2 separate regions of the Ovis aries genome follow, and region 2 is linked to region 1. A link is a contact called in public Hi-C data. All regions are on one chromosome and are shown on one strand. Each heading gives the region's core, a stretch centred on a gene start, on an enhancer-like site or on the middle of the called end of the contact. The rest is flanking DNA. Distances are from core to core; before and after follow the strand shown. Region 1 holds the start of GFAP (glial fibrillary acidic protein). Region 2 overlaps NMT1 (N-myristoyltransferase 1).

The links. Hi-C and Micro-C count contacts between places; a contact is called where the count stands out from the background.
Region 2: a Hi-C map of hypothalamus shows a contact between it and region 1, with 5 times the contacts expected there. The contact joins the enhancer-like site here to the promoter of GFAP in region 1. A contact is called at or near these places in 4 of 16 Hi-C or Micro-C datasets (blood, hypothalamus and tail adipose tissue).

The regions. Positions count from the first base shown.
Region 1 is chr11:44,359,172-44,363,381 of ARS-UI_Ramb_v3.0, forward strand. GFAP (glial fibrillary acidic protein) reads right to left here and starts at 2,075. Exons shown (of 9, transcript XM_027974414.2): 1 at 1,606-2,075; 2 at 625-685; 3 at 331-426. The coding sequence starts at 2,054.
Region 2 is chr11:44,504,359-44,508,954 of ARS-UI_Ramb_v3.0, forward strand. It overlaps NMT1 (N-myristoyltransferase 1), which reads left to right. Exons shown (of 12, transcript XM_027974409.2): 4 at 2,031-2,149; 5 at 2,712-2,803; 6 at 3,653-3,769; 7 at 4,541-4,596. Among named protein-coding and RNA genes, the nearest start is that of NMT1, 22 kb to the left of the region's middle. Within about 2 kb of position 1,608, at least 8 of the 54 cell types and tissues checked have an H3K27ac peak or open chromatin away from gene starts, as enhancers often do. A contact at or near this core is called in hypothalamus, where this site is marked.

The DNA of each region.
Region 1 (4,210 bases), core at 825-3,324:
GCTTCAGGGTTCTCCTCTGTGAAAAGGAGATAACACTGGAACCATCCCTATCTCACAGGGCTGTAGTGAAAAAGAATGAGGCAACAGGGCCCACTTTAAGTGGAGGGTGTGTCTGGGTGCATTCTACTAGGGGCTGGAGGTGCTCTCTTATCTGTCTCTAGCTCTGCCTCCCTCAGTCTTTCTCTGCCTCTCTTTCTCTGTCTCTCTCTCATTTTCTTTCTCTGTCAGTGTGTCCCTTTCTCTCTCTGAATATCTGTCTCTGTCTCCCCATCTCTTTCCCTCAGTTCCAGTCTCTGTGTTGGCCTTTTTTCCCCTCCTTCCCGATCTTACCTCCTCATGGATCTTCCTCAAGAACCGGATTTCCTCCTCCAGAGACTCAATCTTCCTCTCCAGATCCAGACGGGCCAGGGTGGCTTCATCTGCTTCCTGGAGCAGGGCGGGGCAAAGGGCCGCTCTGACCCCAGACTCATCCTCTCTGCTCCCTAGTCTAATCTGATCTCTCCTTTTGCGGCTGGTGGGGGGCAGGGAGAGCACGTTGCTCTGGAGGGTTGGGCTTAGGGACTGTGTTTGGGTGGGCTGCCATCAACATTTTCCCCCTCCCTGATCCTTCCCCACCACCCTGACCTGTCGATAGGCAGCCAGGTTGTTCTCAGCCTCCAGCCTCTGGTTGGTTTCATCCTGGAGCCTGAGGTAGGGAGATACACTCCTGGGTCTGGGCTCTTCTGACGACTATGGGGACCCCTCCCCTGATCCCTCTGTCAGAGAGATACTCCCCCACCCTCAGGAGCAGTGGAGCAGAAGGAGGAGTGAGGGGCAGGATTCTAGACAGAGCTTTGGCCAGAAGGGTGAGCAGACAAGAGCCTGCGCTTTAAGTCATTACCAAGGTGCCTTATCAGGGTTGCTGCACCTGCTCCTGCTCACACAGGCGCTTCCACCAACCTATACTCACTCCTGCCATACACACACACACACACACACACACCCCACACACGTCTTCTCGCACTTGAAGTCACACACGCATACTCTGCCAGTTGGCAAGGACTATGCCCCTGGCATTTCCTCTGACCTTCGGAAATGGGTTTATTAAGATCTCCACTTTACAGCTGTGCTAGCTGAAGCACCTTGACTAGGGTCGTAAGCTGGGGACAGGCAGAGTCACCTGTGTTCTGAAGCCAGGCTTACCTGCTGTCTCCCTGTGGCCTGTACCCCAGCCCAGTCCTCCTGGTGCACCCCCATATTCCTATCCAGTACCTCCACTAGACAGAGCTAAGAATAAGTGTATTCTCTGTGCACAGTCGCAAGGCCCCGCAGTGAATAAAACAGAGAGCCTGCCCGCTAGGGTCCCCGACTGTCCACTTTCCTCAGCAGGAAGGTGCTGACGGTACAGCGGTTCCCTGGAAGAAGGATTTGGGGAATCAGATCCCCGGAAATCAGATTCTGGGCCTCGTCCCAGGCCCTCCATCATCTGGAAACAAGGATCGCCCTCCCTCCTAAAGGCGGGAAATGGGAACAGGAAGGCAGAGCCCCGCCTGAGACCTGCAGGCGCCCCTTCCCGGGACTCAGTCCTCCCGGTTCAGGAGGCCCCTCTGTGGCTCCCCTCCTCACTTCTGCCTCAGGGTGCCCAGGTCCTGTGCCAGGTTGTCCCTCTCCACCTCGAGCCGGGCGCTGTTGGCGGTGAGTTGATCGAGCCGTAGGCGCAGCTCGCGCAGCTCTGCCTGGTAGACGTCGGCCAGCTTGGTGGGCTCCTTGGCCCGCAGCTGGTTGAGCTCGGCAGCCAGCGCCTTGTTCTGCTGCTCCAGGAAGCGCACCTTCTCAATGTAGCTGGCAAAGCGGTCGTTGAGCTCCATCATCTCTGCCCTCTCGCTGGCCCGGGTCTCCTTGAAGCCGGAGTTGAGTGCCCCGGCCAGGGAGAAGTCCACCCGGGCCGGGAGTGGAGGCGGCATTCGAGCCAGGGACAGGCGGGTGCCAGGACCCAGGCGGCGGCCCCCCACCACCATCTCCGAGGAGGAGACATAGGAGCGGCGAGCCGCTGAGGTGACCCGTCTCCTCTCCATCCTGGCCTCGCTCTGCCTGCTCCTGAGATGTGCAGGCTTTAAGGAGGAGGGGACCAGCCTGGCACGGCCCAGGCTGCCCCTGGCAACGCCCCCTGGCATAGCCTGAGGGGGTGGTGCTGGGCCACAGCCCAGCCACGGGGAGAGCGCCTCTCACCCCACCGAGGCCACTGTGCCCCGAGGCAGGGCCACCAGAGCATGCCAGCCTCTGTCTGGCTCCAGACAGAGCTGCTAGTGGGCAGTTCCTGGGGCCGATGCTGTGTCTGAAACTCTGACCACTGAGCAAGCAGACTCTCTGGGATGGTGGGTCAGGGAAGGGCTGGACCAGATGACCCCTGACCCGTCTTCTAACTCTTAGATCCCATGACCCAGACCCTCCAGCATTCTCCTTCCAGTGCCTGATAGATGTTGGGAACTTGAATAAACCTGTTCCCTACTCTCAAGAAACAGCCTGTGTTAGATTTCCTGACAGCCTCAGTCCCAGCATATTCCTGCCATCCTCCCCTCTGAGTGCAGGCGTCTGCATTCCTGCTGTCTCCCCATCCTCTGGAGTTTTGGGGCTGTGGGCTGGAATTAGAACCAACCCTTTGTCTGGAGGGTCAATCGAGGCCTCTATCTAGCAGTGGGGGGATAATGGAAGGAATGTGGGGCTCCTGATAGGGCCAGAGGGGGCAGGTGCTGCACTCCCAGGCGCCCGCCCCCCCACTCCTGGGGCCACCCTGAAGCTCCGGGCTCAGCCTCACTGGGTTCACCCCAGCTTCCCTGCAACCCCTCCCAGAGCCCAGGCCTTGACAGCTCCACAAAGCACTTATGAATGAGCTGGCTGTCCCAACTCCCATCTTTGTCCCTGTAACATCCCATTTCCCTGGCCCCCTCTCACCTCACTCTCACAGTGGAGATTTATCTCCTTCAAATTCCCACACAAGTTCCCAGGCTGAAAGGCTGGGAAAGGTTTCTGGGGATGAGTGGGTTTGGGTACTGAGGAGCCAGTGGTTCTGAACTGGGAACCCGGGTCCAGTGCCCTGTGGGCCCTTGAGATTTCAGATCCATCCACCCCGTCTATCTGGCTGCCTGGTGGTCCACCCAGGCCCTCAGCCATCTGTGCCCCTGGACTTCTGGGAAGCAGACAGCCTTCCTCTCCTGCACCACCCCCTCTTGCTGCCCACTGCCCATGCCTGGGCCTCCGATCCCTTTTCCCGGGCACTTGCTGAATGAAGCCTTGTTCTCCACCACTGGTGAGGGCGTCGCTCAGCGAGGGCAGCCCCTCAGGGGGCCTGTGCTGTTTTCATCCCAAGATGCCAGCCTGTTGGGCGGGGCGCAGCCCAAGCCCCTTGCTCAAAGAGCTTCTCGGAAAGCATTTGAGGGGAGCTGGGGTGCTGCGGGGAGCGGGCTCTGTGCCCACCCTGACCATTGTGTCTGTGCCAAGGTGAGTCATTCAGTGGGCACCAGGAAAGGCCCTGGGGGGTGGCCCAGCAGTGCCAGGGCTCCAGCACTGCAGACAAGGCCTGACTGCTAGTCCCCTCCCCTGCTCTCAGAGCCAGCTCAGCCCCTAAGCCCCTGTCCCAGCAATACCCCTTCCTCCACACCAGGGGAGGTGCTCTTCATTTGGGCATGTTTTACAGGCTGCTTGACGAGATTTCCCTGTTAGTCTCAGGCAAAGAGAGGAGGTGAGCACCACTCCCAATTTTTTTTTGGCGGGGTGCTATGCCTCGTAGCATCTGCCATCTCAGTTCCCCAACCAGGGATCGAACCAGCATTCCCTGCCTTGGAAGCGCAGTCTTAACCACTGGACCACCAGGGACTTCCTAATTGTTTAGCAGAGTCTGCTGCTGGGCCTGAGCAGTATCACGGGGAGGGGAATCATGAGAAGGGGGCACCCAGTGACTTGATCCTGTTGTGGTTTGGGGAGCTGAGGAAGGATGGGGGTGGGGAGTGACCTTAGAGGAAGAACAAGGCTGGGGACAAGCCCTTGTCCCAACTCCTCTCTGTGGCTTGGAGTGGCTGCTCTTCCAGCTTGCCAGGCAAGTCACAGTGTATCCTTCTCTCTTTGTCCAAGTGAAATCTAGTTGAAATGAGTACAGAGCAGTCCTGGAGGGACAAGCTGTAATAGAGCAGAAAGGGCTTGTCAGGAACGCTCAGTAAACTGTTTTTGTGAAACA
Region 2 (4,596 bases), core at 358-2,857, 140 kb after region 1:
AAATGAAAGTGGTTTGACTTCTAGTCAATTAATTCACAAGGACTACTTTATGAATTAATCAAAAGGCCAGTTTCTAAACTAGGGGAGAAAAATACAGCCTTTCTCTCAAGGAAACCTTCACTTGAGAGCAGCTTATAAATAGGAGTCAACTGGATTCTTCCTTTCTGTGACCCCATTGTTGTCTGTTGTTCGCAGTGTTTGACCCTTAGCACATTGGTTATGACTTGTTTCTTGACTATTTCCCCAGAAGATGGTATGTCTTGTGAGGCCAGGGACCTTTCCCCAGCCCTGTCCTGGTGCATGGTGTCCAGCCGGTGTTCAGTAAATGTGCTGGGCGAGAGTTAGATGGTCAGTTCTGATGGTTTTGTCCTTGGCTCATGGCCAGATGCAGCCATTTGCACTACACCTGCCCACGGATCCACCCCTGGGAGGGTCCACAGTTGCCCGTTACACGTTAGAGTGGTGTGTTTGGGTCAGGAGCCTGACCATCAGTAAAAGCTTGAGCTGAATGACAGGAATGTGCAGAGCCCTGTGCTGAGAGCCGTGGACTCAGTGGGTCCTCTGTAAAGGCTCCTTGTTTATTTTTTACAAATTTTTGTTGTTTTCTCTTTTTTGTTCTTGTTTTTAATTGGAGAATAAGTGCTTAACGATGTTGTGTTGGTTTCTGCCATGCAGCAGCTCGAACCAGTCACTAGCACTGTATCTATTGCCTCCCTCTTGAGCCTCCCCCGCCCCTGTCCCTGTCCCCGCCCCCCCCGCTGCCACCACCACCACCACCCCCCCCCCGCCCCAGGCCATCTCGGAGCTCCGAGTGGGGCTCCTTGTGCCGTGCAGTGGCCTCCCGCTAGCTCGCTGGCTGCTTTACGCATGCTGGTGTATATACGTCAAAATTTTATTTATTCATTGCTGTGCTGAGTCTTCGTTGCTGCCCAGGGTCTTTCTCTAGTTGCAGGGAGCCAGGGCTACTTTCTAGGTGTGGCGCGCAGGCTTCTCATCGCAGCGGCTCCCCTTGTTGCAGAGCGCGGGCTCTAGAGTGCTGGCTCAGTAGTTGTGGCGCACAGGCTTAGGTGCTCCACAGCATCTGGAATCTTCCTGGACCAGCGATGGGACACATGTTCCCCGCATTGGCGGGTGAACTCTTAACCACCAGACCACCTGGGAAGTCCCGAAGACTCCATTTTTAAAGTGTACTAAACATTGCCTTTTTTTGAGTTGTGAACATGAATGAATAAGCTCTGAGCTGTAGAAAGTACTAGGGCCAAATAATTCCAGGGGCCGAAATGATGCGGCTGATGCGCCCGAGTTCTGTCAGAAAGGTTTGGTTTGGCTGGGGTTAGGAATTGGGGCTCTGTCTTCTCAGCATCCCCTGCACCCCTTGTGTACTGCACAGGGGAGGGGTGTCTATCCTGGGGGGATATTATGTCAGGGGGTGACTTCCCAGCAGCGTGGTGTAGACTCGGTGATTCAGCCCAGAGGCGTTCACAGGGCTGTAAACACCGTGGGCCCGAGTTGGCAGCTGCAGTTAACTGGCCCCTGTCGGTGAAGGCCCAGGCTGGCAGGACCCAGAGAGAGCCCGGCGCCTGGACGCCATTGTCCAGCTCAGGAATGGGTCTGGTATATTGTCACTGCTGTTGACACAAAAGCTGCCTTGTTGCAACGCCTTATAAATCCATCCAGGTCTATGGGCCTGGGCCAGAGCCATGACAACACTCTACACCAGCTGGGAGGCAGGAAGCCAAGTTAGTCAAGATACACGTTTGTCATTTAGTAACCAAAGGGAGGTTTAAAAGAAGGTCCAAGACACCAACCACCTTGGCTCCCGGGATTGTTCTGAAGTTTGGCCACGAATTGGCCCTCAGTTAGGGGCCAAGGGTAGCCAGAGAGACGGTCTGCCATTGCCAAGAAGAGAGTGTTCTTCGGATGAAGGGCTCCTGGGGACAGGAGGAATTTGCTGAGGTCAGTTTTTGAGCTGAGCCCCTTCCCTCCCCAAGAAAGCCAGCGGTGAAACTCATGGCCGTGTCTACTTGCAGGAGAAGTTGTGAACACGCACGGTCCCGTGGAGCCTGACAAAGACAACATCCGCCAGGAGCCCTACACGCTGCCCCAGGGCTTCACCTGGGACGCCTTGGACCTGGGGGACCGTGGTGTGGTGAGTAGGCCTGGGCTGACCACCAGCGTGGACAGGACACCATGTTCCCCGAGAGCCCAGCCACGATGGCTTCTTCTCGGGCCTTCCTCGAGGACTCTTCTAAGAAGAGCCGAGCCAAGCAGGGCTAGCAGATCCCTCCCATCTGTTGATCTGGGATCTGCCCGCAACTCCGCCTGAATAGCACACAGCGTCTCTGGCGCCGAGAGTTAACCCCTGCAGCCCGCTCCCCAAGGCGGATGCCTCTTCTTTGTGCTTTCATTTTCCTTGTTCGTCCATTCATTCAGTGAACGATGGAGTGGTCTGTTACTTGGATGACATTCTTGGCCTGCCACCCTTCCGGTGCTTAAGTCTGCCCCTCTACCCCTGGTGACTCAGTTTCCTCTTAAGCACTAGATTGCTTGTTCCAGGAGTCCCTGCCATGCCCGGATGAAAAGGATTTGTGAGATTAAATAGAGTTTTTGGTAGTTTGCCTTGTTCCCAACAGCTTGGAGCCCCAGGGTATTGGCCTTGGTCCCCCCACTCTGGCAGAATACTTCTAAGGTGGCCCCTCTTCTCTCTGCAGCTGAAAGAACTCTACACTCTCCTGAATGAGAACTATGTGGAAGATGATGACAACATGTTCCGATTTGATTATTCCCCAGAATTTCTTTTGTGGTGAGTTGTAAGGACTTTCCTACGGTTCTGAGGCCACAGAGGAGAAAAACAAGGCACCAGATTGCTCATCCCTCCTAAGTGCCAACCTTTTAATGGCAAATCGGTGTGTGGTTTTTGAGACTTGCTTCCAGTGGAGCTCAGAATTGAAACTTTATTTAAGGCACAATGACTGGGTGAGAAATTCCTTGATGGAATTGGTACCCAGAAGAAAAAATCGTCTGTTGTATAATGACTTTAGGTAAGAAGGGAAGGAGGGATGAGACCTGCTAAGATTTAAAAGAATAGAGGGTCATTTTCAGTCTTTCCTGAGCATGCTTGGTTGTATAGAAATGGCCTTGCCTGGCTGAGCACCCCCCTCCCCTTTCCGGCCTCATTTAATATCCAGGGAGGTAGGGCATGAGGCTGGCACAGAGGGGACCTGTCTGAAGGGGGAGGGAAAGGAAGACCGCCAGAGTGGAAGGCGGGGAGGAGATGGAGCCCAGAGCTCTAGAGGCTCCACAGCCGGCTCCTGACCACGGGACCCACTGGATTTGGAGCCAAGGAGGCTGGGGCTCCAGCTCAGGCTGTCAGAGTGAGCACAAAGAAACTGGATCAGTATGAAATGTTCAGTGTGACAGCCCTGGGTTGGGAAAATAGGCCCAGTGGACTGAGCAGCAAGAGAGGGCTGTGACTTGGTCCCACTGGTATCCAGGAGGATTTGGCCTGAAAGTGGATTTCAGAGAATTGAGCTGTTCCCTCCCCAGGGAGATGGTAGCATGAGGTTAGAGCCAGACTCGGTGGTGGGGCCAGACAGTCTGCCCAGCCCACTGGCAGGCAGCCCCGTGCCCACAGCTCCTGTCTCTCTTCCAGGGCTCTCCGGCCGCCTGGCTGGCTCCCCCAGTGGCACTGTGGGGTTCGAGTGGTCTCGAGTCGGAAACTAGTTGGGTTCATCAGCGCCATCCCGGCAAACATCCATATCTATGACACGTAAGCACCAGCACCGCCCCCACCCCATGTCCCCACCGTCCTGCTTGGTCTTGGAAAGTGGGGGAAAAACATAGCTTCCATAGAAGCAGGAGGGAAGTTCCCCTGAAGGGAGGGAACTTGGGTTCCTAGGAATAGAAATTCATAATAGGAGCTGCCTATCTTGCTCTGAATTGTTGCTGGAGCTCTTGTCTGTGACCTGGGCTGGAAGGGGTCCACCCTGAGGGCCGACCCGCTCCCTGACCAGCTCCATGTTTGCACTTGTGCCAGTCACGCGTCGCCATGCTCGAGCCACTCAGAAGTGGGCTGGTGGCTCATATCCACGGTCGTGGGGCCTTCCAGCTCTGCTCTTCATTTCTTTGGAAATGTCAGAACCATCTGTCTACCACAGCCTTCTGGGCTTGGGGGAGTCTGAACCCCTGAAATCATAGGATAGCCCTTGACTTCCGTGGGGTTCCTGATGGCTGAAGATGGGGCTCGCTCAGCCTGCTCCGGGGGCTTCACCAGAAAGATGCTGGTGGTGTGTTAAATTAAGGAGTTTGCTTGAGTCCCACTTACCTTTGGAAGTAGAGTCTATGTTGAGGAGAGAGCAGGTTCCTTGCCTGGTGCAGCAGAGCAGGGCGATGGGAGGGCGTTCCTGGCTGCTGAGCACAGGTGGGGCCAGAACACGAGCCTGTGCTGGGGGCCCCCGCTCCCTACACGGGGCTCCCATGCTTGAAGGGATGGCCTCGCCTGTTAAGAGCCTCGACCCTGGGTTTTCTCTTGACTCTGCAGAGAGAAGAAGATGGTAGAGATCAACTTCCTGTGTGTCCACAAGAAGCTGCGCTCCA